Linked DNA regions of Hordeum vulgare: region 2 is linked to region 1. A link is a contact called in public Hi-C data. All regions are on one chromosome and are shown on one strand. The core of a region is the stretch at or near the end of the contact, and the rest is flanking DNA. Distances in the headings are between cores, read along the strand shown. Region 1 holds the start of LOC123406937. Region 2 has its middle 65 kb from the start of LOC123407169.

Region 1 (5,912 bases), core at 2,259-4,758:
ATCAATGATTTCTGTATGGTCCATTGCTAATAGTGTTAGCTTTATTTGTTTCTTCATCACCGTGCAGGAAATGGAAGAAGCTGAGCTCAGAAAGCTACGGAAAAGTTTGAATTTCAAGGCAGCACCGATGCCCAGTTTTTATAAGGAACCACCAGCTCCCAAGGTTGAGTTGAAGAAGGTAACCGTCTTGTCCCCTGCACAGGGAGAGCTTTCTCCTTCCATTCTGTCAAGCGAATTAATAACTGAATCGATCGCAACCAGCCTTGTAAACCTCATTAACATATTTGCAACCTGTATAACTGTGAAAGCAAGGAACTCCTGATCGCAACCAGCCTTGTAGACCTTATTAACATATTTGCAACCTGTATAACTGTGAAAGCAGGGAACTCCTGAATGCAATCTTTTCTTTGCTGTCATGTGGAAGCTTAAGTCTTGCTACAATATTTTCATATATAACCAAAGAATACTGTTATTGTTTTTATCATTACTTGGATTACATAAGAATAACTTCTGCATTCTTCTAGTAAGATCTATGACCACACTTCCTACACCTAAATTGTGATTCCATAGTGCTGCCTTGCTGGTAGCTTCATGTATACATGTCATGACGGTAAAGCACAAAAGACAGCCGGGAGGATGGCTGGGTTGCATGGCTAATCAGGGAGAGGGTTTGACGAAGTGGACAGGAGATATACTGTAGTTCTTCCCGCTTAATGAAAATAGACACACCAAGGAGCTGGCCCTAACAACCAAATCGAAACAAATTTCATATCCAAGGAAATACTTATTTCTAATTGGCTGAAGGCTGAAGCTATAAGGGTTATCTTATCTCTAAATTATACTATTCCCAACTAAACGATAAAATGGATTATCCCTAGCACATGGGTGACCAACCCACATCACATACAGCTGTCACATGGTTAGGCATGATTACTTCGTTCAAGAATTCTGGAGAACGTTCTATTTGCAGCCAATTTTTCCATGCCGAAAGTACTATTTTCTGTAGCTAGTGCAATTGTACTGTAGGTGATGGTTACTTCGTTGGCTGTTTAGGAGATTCCATTTCTTGTAGATATTATGCAAGTTTCTGTTGGGTGTTTAATTACTAAAATGAAAATCTCCATCACCACACGATCCATGTCTCTTGCCAATATATTTGAGTAAATCTGAAACTCAGTTGATTTACCTCTTTGATGAGTTCGTGCAAGTTGACCATCCCTAATTTATTATGCAGTTAACTGTTAGCAGCATTTAAAAAATGGACTGTTAGTTTTCCTGGCAGACAGGTGGTTCAAGTTTCTACTATGATTTGCACTAGCACTTTTAACTCGCAACATGAAACCCTGGTGTGTCCTAGCTTTTGAAGAATGCTTCTTATTCACTGCTATTCATCTTAGGTCCCTACCACCAGACCTCGATCACCAAAGCTTGGTCGCTCAAAGAACACAACCTCAGCAGTCACAACAGTAAGTACCAATCCTTCAAGCCGTCCAGTTCGTCTGAGCCTCGACCAAAGGGCCTCCCAAAACAGCGCCAAGACAACACCTGCTCCCAAGAAGTCCCAACGGAAATCTCTCCCCAAATTGCCATCAGAGCAGACAGGTTCTGTTGACATTGCAACTTCTATATCTTCTGCAGAACAGCTAGAAATTAGCAACTCAACTGCAGATCCCATCCTGACGCCAATCCGTGCTCAGGTTACTCCAGATGACCATGTGATCAATGAATAGAAAACAATCGAGTTCAGTCTTTCGGAAAGCTGAGAGTCATGCCTCAGCCTCCCATTTCTGCATTTTTGTTATTTGGGTAGTGAACTTCTGGCTGGTATCATGTGCTTGAATTAGTGTAATCACCTGGAGTTTGGAACATGGCAAGTAGCCAATGTACTGTTTATCTTCTCAGTTGTGTTGTGTTCAAACAGTACAAGGGAGTGGTATTATTTGTAGCTAGTAACATTTGCATATGACTACCTTGTATTTCCAGGTCGCAAGACTTCTTTTCCCCGCATGAGTTTTCCCTCATCTTCTTTACCGCAAAATTTGATGAAGTTGGTGCATCCAGTGTAATTTTGAATTTTCTTCCTTGTGCTTTTGCTGAACTGCTGGTGTTCTGACGTTTGCTGTAATTCACAAGTGGTACATACACTTACACTACATAGTACAGCAGTACATATAAAATGTTATAAGGAACGTTCTACATGTACAAGCACAGCAAAGCCTTATTAGGCTAGATATTTATCCTACGGTGCTGCAGACCCTACCAACCTTAGAAGCGTACTCTTCCAGATTCATCTTGCACACAGGTAGCTGGACTTGGGTTTATTCAGTCTACTACGAGCTGCCGCGACCGGTCCGGTGACGGCAGCGGCTTCCCGTCGCTCTTCCGAATGGAGCTTGGTTACTGGCAGCGAGACTGGACCTTCATCTAAGAGGCCGCTCTAATGGAGGATGGCTGCGCTGCCCCATAGAACGGCGGCGACGCCGCCGGCTGTCCGTCGTTGAGATCGTCCTCCTCCTCGGCGTCCCACAGGAACCCGGCGTAGGATCCCAGGACATAGCTGCAAGGGAAGCAAGAAACTGTCACGCAAACGCATGTCAAGCAAAGCAAGTGGCGCCGTGGCGCTCTGAGCTAGTGAGCTGGGTCACTGACCAGTCGTCGGGCGCGGCCTGGACGGCGCAGCTGTAGTAAGCGTCGGCGCGCTCGGCGTCGCGGCTGGTCTCCCAGACGAGGCCCGCGTACATGGCCAGGGCGTCGCCGTCGCCGGGGTTGGCGACGATGGCGCGCTCGCAGTACTCCTGCGCCCTCGCCGCGTCCCCCTGCACCTCCTTGAGGAACCTGGCGTAGTTCCCCAGCGGCAGCGAGTTGCCCGGGTTGGCCCTGATCATCCGCCGGTAGTGCGCGTCAGTGGCGCCGCGTTCACGGCCGTCGCCGTCGCCGTCCCCTCCGCGGCCGCCCTGCCAGCCGCCGCACACCCTCCCGCGCCCGCCGCCTCCCCCGACGCCCTCGAGGAGTGCCAGGGCTCCGCCGGCGCCGGCCTCCTCCTCGTAGTCGTCCCGCCCCACGGCCGCGTCCAGCCCCGCGCTCGTCAGCAGCCGGCGCAGCGGCAGGGCCGCCACCCCGACCACGTCCTCGTCCTCCTCCTGCGCCCCCTCCTCGCCCAACTCCTCGAGGAAGGCGGAGGCGGGCGAGCTCCTCGCGGCCGGGAGCTGCACCGGCGCCAGCAGATCGGCCTCGGACAATGCGCGGCACAGCGCCCCCTGCTGCCTCGGCCCCTGGTGCCCCGCCGGCGACGCCACCGCGAGGTGGCCGTGCCCCAGTACATGCTCCCCCGTCGGCACGCGCGCCGCGTTGAGCAGCGGCGAGGACGCGCTCCGCAGCAGCATCGTTCCCGGTTTCTCGCTCACCCCGCAGAGAGAGAGAGAGAGAGAGAGGAAAATATCTCAGGCGGACTGGCAGTGTACGGGCAAGTGCGTGGCGTCACTGACTGACTGACACTGCGGGCACGGCTGGCGCGCGAATATATAAGTCCGGCGGCCGGGCCAATGGGGCACGTGATGAACGCCGACGTGTAGGGCCTCGACTGGGCGCGGCGGGCCCGCGGTGGTTGCGGCCGCGGCGGGGGGCGGGCCCGGTGGGGAGCGACGGACGGACGGTATGAGCTCCCGGGCTAGGCGACACAAAACCGGGGGTGGTGGGGTGGGCGAGCGCGACGGCCCACGGCGTAACCCGCGGCTGGCTGCTCCGGTGACTTTGGTTTGTGGGCAGCGGTGACTGCGGACGTCCGTCCAGCTTGGCCTGTGGCTGTGAGGTGAGAGTGGAACCGGGTAGCATGCGGACGGCAGGGGACCGGCGGTTATATGTGGCGCGAAGGAACGTAGCGCTTGCCTATCATCGGCAAGGGAAAGATCCAACTATCCAAAGGTTTTGGGGCGCAAAATCTTGCCTTGGAGCGTAGGGGCGGGCCGTGATGGGTTGTGTTGTGCAGTTGCGTAGCCCAGACCGCGAGGGAGTACGACGCCACATTACATACCGTTGTGGATTGTCCATTCATGGACTCGCTTGAAATTGTGGTAAACCCTAGCCGTATGTGGAAGGACGGGCATTCAACAGTTATTGTCTCCAAATCGGTTCATGTATTTATTTATTTTTGCGAAATAAATCAGTTCATGTATAAGCTAGTACTTCCTCTGTTCCAAAATAACTGTCTCAACTTGTACTTTGTACAAGAGCTAGTACAAAGTTGTACTAAACTTAAGACACTTATTTTAGGACGGAGGGAGTACAAACTAGGCGGCTGCCACGAATCAGCCGAATGATTTTCTAGAGAAATCATTCGCCTAGCCAGCCGCTCGATTAGCCGCATATGATCCGTCCGATCACAACAACTCTCTTCTTCTCCTCTGTCTTGCATCTGTTGAATATATATGTGCATTGTGTTATTAGACATTCCTCCTAGTTCTTTGTATAGTTGAGGTAGAGGCCCATCTTGTACCTATATATACGTGTCTAGTGCATCCAATCAACATTGAGTGTTGCACAACCCTAAACCTAATCCTCTATGGTATAAGTTTCCTCCACGATTCCGACCTAGTCGTCACCGTCGCGCCATCTCTAGCGCAGCCGCCGCCGCCGCTACAGCCGCTACAACCGCCGTCGCCGCGCCCTCTCACGCGCCGCCGCCGCGCCATCTCCAGCTCCGTCGTCGTCGCCGGTGCCACAGCCGCCGTCGTCGTCGCCGCGCCATCTTGAGCACCGCCACCGCTGTCGCCGCATTACCTCTCCATCGCTTCCCCCCCCCCCCCCCCCCAAAACCCTTCATCCCCCGACACCACCATGGTCTTTCCGCGTTCCTCACTCTCCTCCGGCAGCAATCCGTTTGCCGGCTCCGACATCACCCTTGTTCGCGATCTCAATATCTTCGACCGCGTCCTGGTGGTCCTTGACCAGTCCACCGGATCCTACTTAGCCTCGAAGAGGTACTTCTCCCTGGTGTTCCGCGAGTACCTTCTTCACGGCCACATCAATGGCTTCGTGGACTCGTCCCTCATGGTGAACGACGAGGACTGGATGATCCTCGACGCCACCATCATCCGCTGGTTCTACCTCACCATCTCCAAGCTCAACAACCTTTTCACCTACAACAAACTCCAGCGCAAGGTCCTCCTCCATGGCGAGTTTTATGGGTGCCAGTAGCTTGATTCATCCATTGATGATTTCTGCATGCGCCTCAAAAAGCTTGCCGACGAGCTCCGCGATCTTGCCGAGACGATCAGTGACGAGCTCCTCATCAGCACCCTCACAGCCGGCCTCAACGATGACTTCGGGAACGCCGCCTCCAACCTAACTCTTCTCCCGAAGCCGACCTTCGCCAAGGTAGTGGCGTACCTCAAGCTTGAGGAACGCCGCTTGAAGATGACGCAGATTCGAGCCATGCATACGGATCTCACCACCGCCACTCGCGGTGGACCTGCCCCCCTGCGGCCGGCTCCCCCGCAGTCGGCCTTCCAGCAGCTGGCTGCCCTTCCGCCGCCGCAGCCGGCCGAGTCTGGGAACGGCCGCTGTCGCGGTGGTCGGCGCGGTGGGCGTTAGCAGCAGTCGAACGACGCTCCGGGTGGCGCGCCTCGCCCTCCACAGCAGCAACCGGCTCCATGGTACTTCGGGCAGAATCCGTGGACCAGCGTGGTCCAGGCTTACTCCATGTCGGTTCCCCATGCTCCTGCTCCCAGTCTCCTCGGACCCCGGACGTCGTCGCATGAGTCGTTCTACGCCACACCCTAGCCGTACATAGCGCCGTATGACCCTCTCTCACTCGGCCAGCCGGCCCAGTCTAGAGGGCAGCCGACGCAGTCCGACGGGCTTCCACCGTCCCCCTGGGAGCCGTCCCTGCTTGCATCGCTGCACTCCGCCCCGAC
Region 2 (5,912 bases), core at 2,222-4,721, 520 kb before region 1:
TAGACGGGCAAGCACCTCATTCAACTTGGCGTCCATATTGGTGTCGAATGTTTTCTCCAAACCGTCTAGCTTCTCCATGGCCTCTCCAAGGCTGGTCACGAAGTCTTGTACCTGGTCAGCCATCATTTGCTGAAATTTATCATGGAGCTCCCGGTTGGTCATTCTCTCCGAGTCGATCTTGTTAGATTGTGATCTTGGCATGGTTAGGAGCAATAGGAACACAGAAGAATATGAACCTACAGACTACTAGGAAGTGGTGGTGGTGGTGGTGGAGGTGTGTATACCCAACATGAGGTGGTGATCGGCAACCGGTGTCGTCAAAACTCTCAAAGCTTGGATAGAGTGATTGACAGGTGGTGTCAAACACACGATGTAGATGTATGTGGAGCTGGGAAGGCTTATAATATGGTAGCAAAAAGGGTCAGCAATAATCAGTTCAGAGATGCAAAGTTGAAGGAACGCTCAACGACGGTACCGTGCTGGTCCGAGGCTAGACCTTACTAGAGACGCAAGCCTAGAACACCAACAAAATCACGATGATACACGTAATCAAGGGAAGAGTCAGTCTGTTTTTTTTTTTTGCGCTCTTTTTTTCTTCAGAAAATCACTATAATAGCGAGTGTCTCAAAACTCTTCCGAAGGACTAAAAACATGATAGCACGAAAAAAAATGACTAATTTTTTTTCTGGAGCAATTTGGGCCTGCGACGATCAATAATTGCGACAAAATTCACTATGGTGGTGAGTGTCTCAAAACTCTCTAAAAGTCCTAACAACACGATAAGGAAAAAAAATCACCCTACGAATTTTTGGCCTAAAAAGTGCTGTGAAAAGCGTGTTAGACTCTTTTTTCGAAACCTACTTAGGTAAGGAAAGGGGAAACCGAAAACAAGAGGATCTCGTAATTAACCTAATACATATAGGACTCAGACTAGGATTGGTGGTGGATATGTGGTGGTGATATATGGCAGCAAGGATGATGGTGGCTTGGTGGTGGTATATGACAGTAGCGATGATGGCAGCGTGGTGGTGGTATATGGCAGCGATGAAAGATGGCGCGATGGTGATATGACAACCTGTGAACATAACTGGAAACTCTAAAAGACTAGAAACTAAGACCAGCAACTCGATACGACGATGCAACCGCAAATTCAACAAAGCAAAATACTGAAAAGACTATGCAAAGGCTCAGATTAGTTCGGATATGATGATCTAACCCTAATTTTTTTGTGGCATCTCCGTGGACTATAGGTATGAAGAAAACATGCGATCTAACTACGAAAAACTGGTAAAATCTCACCTAGCAACCTGGAAAACCGATACCACTTGATAGAGGCAAAGTTGTCTCTGTCTTTCAATGAGATGGTGGTTATCGTTCTGGTGGAGTAGACTTTGATGATCCGACTATGAATGTGTGAGGACGTCGCGCCTTAGCAATCGCTAAACCCAATCCGAGAGGTTTTTGGCCATGCCGGAGCACGATCAACCTGACCACGAGGGTCTGTTTCCTGCACGCAAATGAAGAACAAGCAAGAAACTAAGATTGTGATATGGATATTGTGAATATAAGAGGAAATCTTTATTGATGAAAGTGGCGTTATGTCATGCCTTTGTCTGGTCGTGGAACACAAACGAAGAACGCGAAGCTGCAGCTATGGCGAACTTGTAATCTAAACAAAACCCAAGTCTAAACGGCGCCCTAAGAGCTGTATATATGGGGGAATAGAGGAGGAATTTCGTGAACCCTTGGAGGAGGGGTCCGAAACTGACCCTTACTCAGTTTCCCCATACATATGGACTTTAAAAATAGCCTATAATATGGTATTTCGAAATTACATGGTCCTGGCCCAAAAATAAGGTGGCGCAACATCTATAATACCCTATGGACGAAATTTATAAAGTGGCGTCTTGAATATTTCGTCCAAGCCTTCATGCTCTCCTTATGGTGGCTTCAGAGTGCGAAAATCACAAGTGGAAGCTCCATTATTCTTTCCCGCGCGTGCACCTTCTTCTCCATGCTTGATCCCACTCCAACGGATATCCTTCTTGTCCATGCTAGGTCCTTCAATCATAAGTACAACAAAAGTATCTAACTTAGACAACATCATATGTTCATGAACATTGGAAGGATTTCCAAGAAACGAAAGTACCTGGTAATTTATTTGGCGTGCATGAGCTCTATTAACTGGTCAAGTATGTATAGCAGCTCGGGCTATGGGTGTAACAATGATATTGATATCCTCATCATTTATACAATGAACAAATGCGAAGAGCGAGAAGGAGAGTTGTTTAATATCGGCCTGCATAGAAACAGACGTGTGGCACTCGGGACATCACAGTAGGTTCCTTGACACATACGCTGGTTTAATGAAGTTAGGGAGGCAAACAAATGTCGTTTCAACGTGAAGAAAAGTGCACACAACGACGCTCTTGGTCGGCGAGTTGCTTCAATACGGCTTGAGTGAACGGTTGCGTTCGATTTGGGCTGACATGAAGGCAGACAAATGGCTTCAGACGGGAATGACATCGCTCATGACTCATGAGAAGAGGGTTTTTTGATAGGTCAAGGTTAGTGAGACACACGCGTGACAATGATCCGGATGCTCGTAAACCACCCTAACTTGTCTCTGATAATGAAAAAATACGTATGAGAACGAATCAATGTAGGACCATGTTAGATGGAACTACGGCGTGATGCACACGGTTATGGTTCGAGGATCAGGTTGGACATGTCCTTAGGTGTGACGAGGTGTCGCGTCAGTTCTGGAAACACAAGATATTTTTGAAAGGCCGGGGCATTTCCGATGTAGAAGTATTGGTCCGGTTTCGGATGGCTTCCTACGCGGCGAGTGAGCTGAACCTGGCCCGACATTCGCCCGAGGCTTAAAAAGCCACTCAGATCCCTAAGGATGATGGCCGGCTTAGAGCATCTCCAACAGCCGCATAAAAATTTCGCGTCCAATAAAAATTATAGCACGCCACCTTAGCATTTTTTTAATGCGTCGAGACCAACATTGCTTTAGCACACATCAAGAAACACGCGCCAAAAAAATACGCAGTGCAAATTGTGAAGCGCACGCAATCCGGCGCCTAAAATATGCTGTGCGCGATTGCGTTTTTCGTCGCGTGTTCAAATTTTTTTAACGGGTGTAGTATTTTACAGCAGCTATTGAAAATGTTGGACGCAAAAACAGTATTTTTAACGTGGGGAGCTTTTTTTGAACGCCCGTTGAACTTTTACCTCACCTGTACTGTACTGACGAAGTCCCACGCAATCAAGAGGGCGGTCACGGCAACTGAAGCTGGTAAGCAACATGCGGAACCTTCTTTTCCGTTCCGAGCAACGTCACGCACACGCAAGGAGAAAGTAAAGCACCGGCAGCCCAAATCCATGGAGAAACCGTAGTACTGTCCTGGAAGAAGTGAGTGGGTCGGGACGTGGCTGGGGCAGCACCAGCACGGCCTGGCAAGTGGCGTGCAGTACTGACCTGTAGCAGCTGGACACGAACGCACTGTACTTTGTCCTCCGTGACCTCGGTGGCTGGCGGGTCGCCACGGGGTCGGCATGGGCTCATTTCCATCGTCTTTCCTGGACGAACGAGACATCTCATGGCGGCGCAGCGTGGACACCACTGTCTTTTCTTTTTTGAGTCTGTGAGTGGATACAACTGTCTTTTCTTTTCTTTTTTGGTTCCTTCCTTTACGGCCCATCAACGAACTCCTAGCCCAGCATCGTGCGCCCTTTCTGCTGCTGGCCCGCTCCACCTGGGATGGCGGCGCCCACAAGAAGGGACATTTTGCTATTGGACGCTCGCTTGTTTCGCACACGCAAATGACATGTCGCCCGGCTTATATCGATCACGGTTTTGCGAAACGTTCCTTGTCCAGTTTTTACGGATTTGGGGAACTTTCTATAAGTTTTGGCGAATTATATTTTCTGTTTGCTTTTTTATATTTTCATTCATTGTTGTTTTTTCCGTTACTTTTCCCCATTTTTGAAATAGAAATTTTAAATATCTTCAATGCATTCCGAAAATTCAGCTCCAAAAAAATGTCGATATTGCAAAGAGAATTCGCATTTGTTAAAAAATGTTAACAATGTCTGAATTTTCGAAAAATCGAATTTTTGACAATTATTCTTGTTTTTAAAAACTGTTTTAGTTATTTGAAATTGTTCCTAAATTGTTGTTGTTAAAATATATGTTTAATTTATTAATGCAGAAAATACGTTTTTAGTATGTAAGCAAAAGATAGTTTTGATGCATCTCGAATATTTTGAAATAGAGGATGTATTGTTTTAATTAAATACATGGTTTGAACATTTTATAACATATAGGTTGAACATCATTTATATATTTATTTTTTCCAAATATCAAGAAGATTTGATCAAACACATTTTTTAAATGCCTCATACAATTTTTTAAATGGTATGAAATATTTTACTTTTACTATCTGCAAACGTTCTTATATAAAAAAACTAACATTTTAGTGAGCATTTATTCAAACTTACGAATATTTCTTTGCAATGCCACATAGAGTATTTTTCATGATAAAAAATATTTTCCTTACACTACACGAACATTTTATTTATATAATAATTTTTTTCATGATGAACATTTGTTTAAACACACGAGTAGAGTTTGAAATGCCATGTATTGTGTTTTTACCGGTATGAAATATTTTACTTATGTTATGTGAATGTTATATTCAAATTTATTTTTTGTTAAATTCCATGAACATTTGTTTAGACACATGAATATTTATTTGAAATGCCAAGTACAGTTTCTTAATGGTACGGAATATTTTAATTATACTAAGCAAACATTTATTTTACATACTCATACTTCTAAAATTTTGTGGATTTTTCTAAACACGTAAATATTTCTGTGAAATTCCACATACAGTTTTTAAATGGTATGTAATATTCAAATTATACTACGCAAATATATTTTGTATAATCAGTTTTCTAAAACTTCATGGATAATTGTTTAAACACATGAATATTTCTTGGGAATGCCATTTATAGTATTTTAATGGTACAGAATATTTTACTTACACTACTCAATCATTTTCTTTAACATAACCATTTAAAATAAATATGAACATTTGTTTAACGAGATGAATATTCCTTCAAAATGCCACATACTTTTTTTTTGTAATGGTACGAAATATTTTACTTCTAGTACGCCAACATTGTTTTATATAGGCACCTTTTCTATAACTTCATGAACATTGTATCAAACCCACGAATATTTCTTGAAATACCATGTACATTTTTTTGAATGGTACCGGAAATTTTACTTATACTACACGGACATTTTTGTACGTACTCATTTTTTATAATTTTGTGAACATTTTTCTAAACACGTGATTATTTTTTGAAATGCGATGTACAGTTTTTTGAATGGTATGAAATATTTTACTTATACTGCATAAACGTTCTTAATATGAACATATTTTTTGCAAATATTGTGTACATTTTTTGGAAAAGTACAACCATTATTTCAATTATATGAACATTTTTTGACATCATATAAGCAGTTTCTATAAATGACACCAGCATTTCTTTCCTATTTTGTGGACACTTTTTGAATGTCGCAAACATTGTTTTTACATGCTATGATTTTCTTTATAGTTGCATGAACATTTGTAACAGTGCACACAGTTTTTTTTTTGCTTAATTTAAGTGATTGTTGTGAAATATATGTATTTATACTATTTAAAAGATAAATAAACAAAGTAAAAAGTGAAAAACAAGAGAAAACCAGAAGCGAGAAGAAAAGAACGAATTCTCTACTGCGTCGGCCCACTAGGGGCGTGCTTTTAGGTAACATAGTCTTTTGACTTGCATAAAGCGAGATATAGGCTCGCCCGAGAAAAGGCACGCTCTTCAAAATTCTTGATCTCTCTCTG

Evidence for each region. A called contact is a pair of places that touch in the nucleus more often than the background predicts.
Region 2: a contact with region 1 is called in a Hi-C map of leaf, with 5 times the contacts expected there. The contact joins the enhancer-like site here to the promoter of LOC123406937 in region 1. A contact is called at or near these places in 2 of 6 Hi-C or Micro-C datasets (leaf and seedling).

The regions. Positions count from the first base shown.
Region 1 is chr7H:528,633,966-528,639,877 of MorexV3_pseudomolecules_assembly, reverse strand. LOC123406937 reads right to left here and starts at 3,508. Exons shown (of 2, transcript XM_045099952.1): 1 at 2,650-3,508; 2 at 2,159-2,557. The coding sequence starts at 3,383. The coding sequence ends at 2,425. LOC123406935 (protein WVD2-like 5) reads left to right here. Exons shown (of 8, transcript XM_045099951.1): 7 at 68-178; 8 at 1,398-2,007. The coding sequence ends at 1,730.
Region 2 is chr7H:529,156,365-529,162,276 of MorexV3_pseudomolecules_assembly, reverse strand. No RefSeq gene overlaps it. Among protein-coding and RNA genes, the nearest start is that of LOC123407169, 65 kb to the right of the region's middle. Within about 2 kb of position 3,471, at least 3 of the 3 cell types and tissues checked have open chromatin away from gene starts, as enhancers often do. A contact at or near this core is called in leaf and seedling, where this site is marked.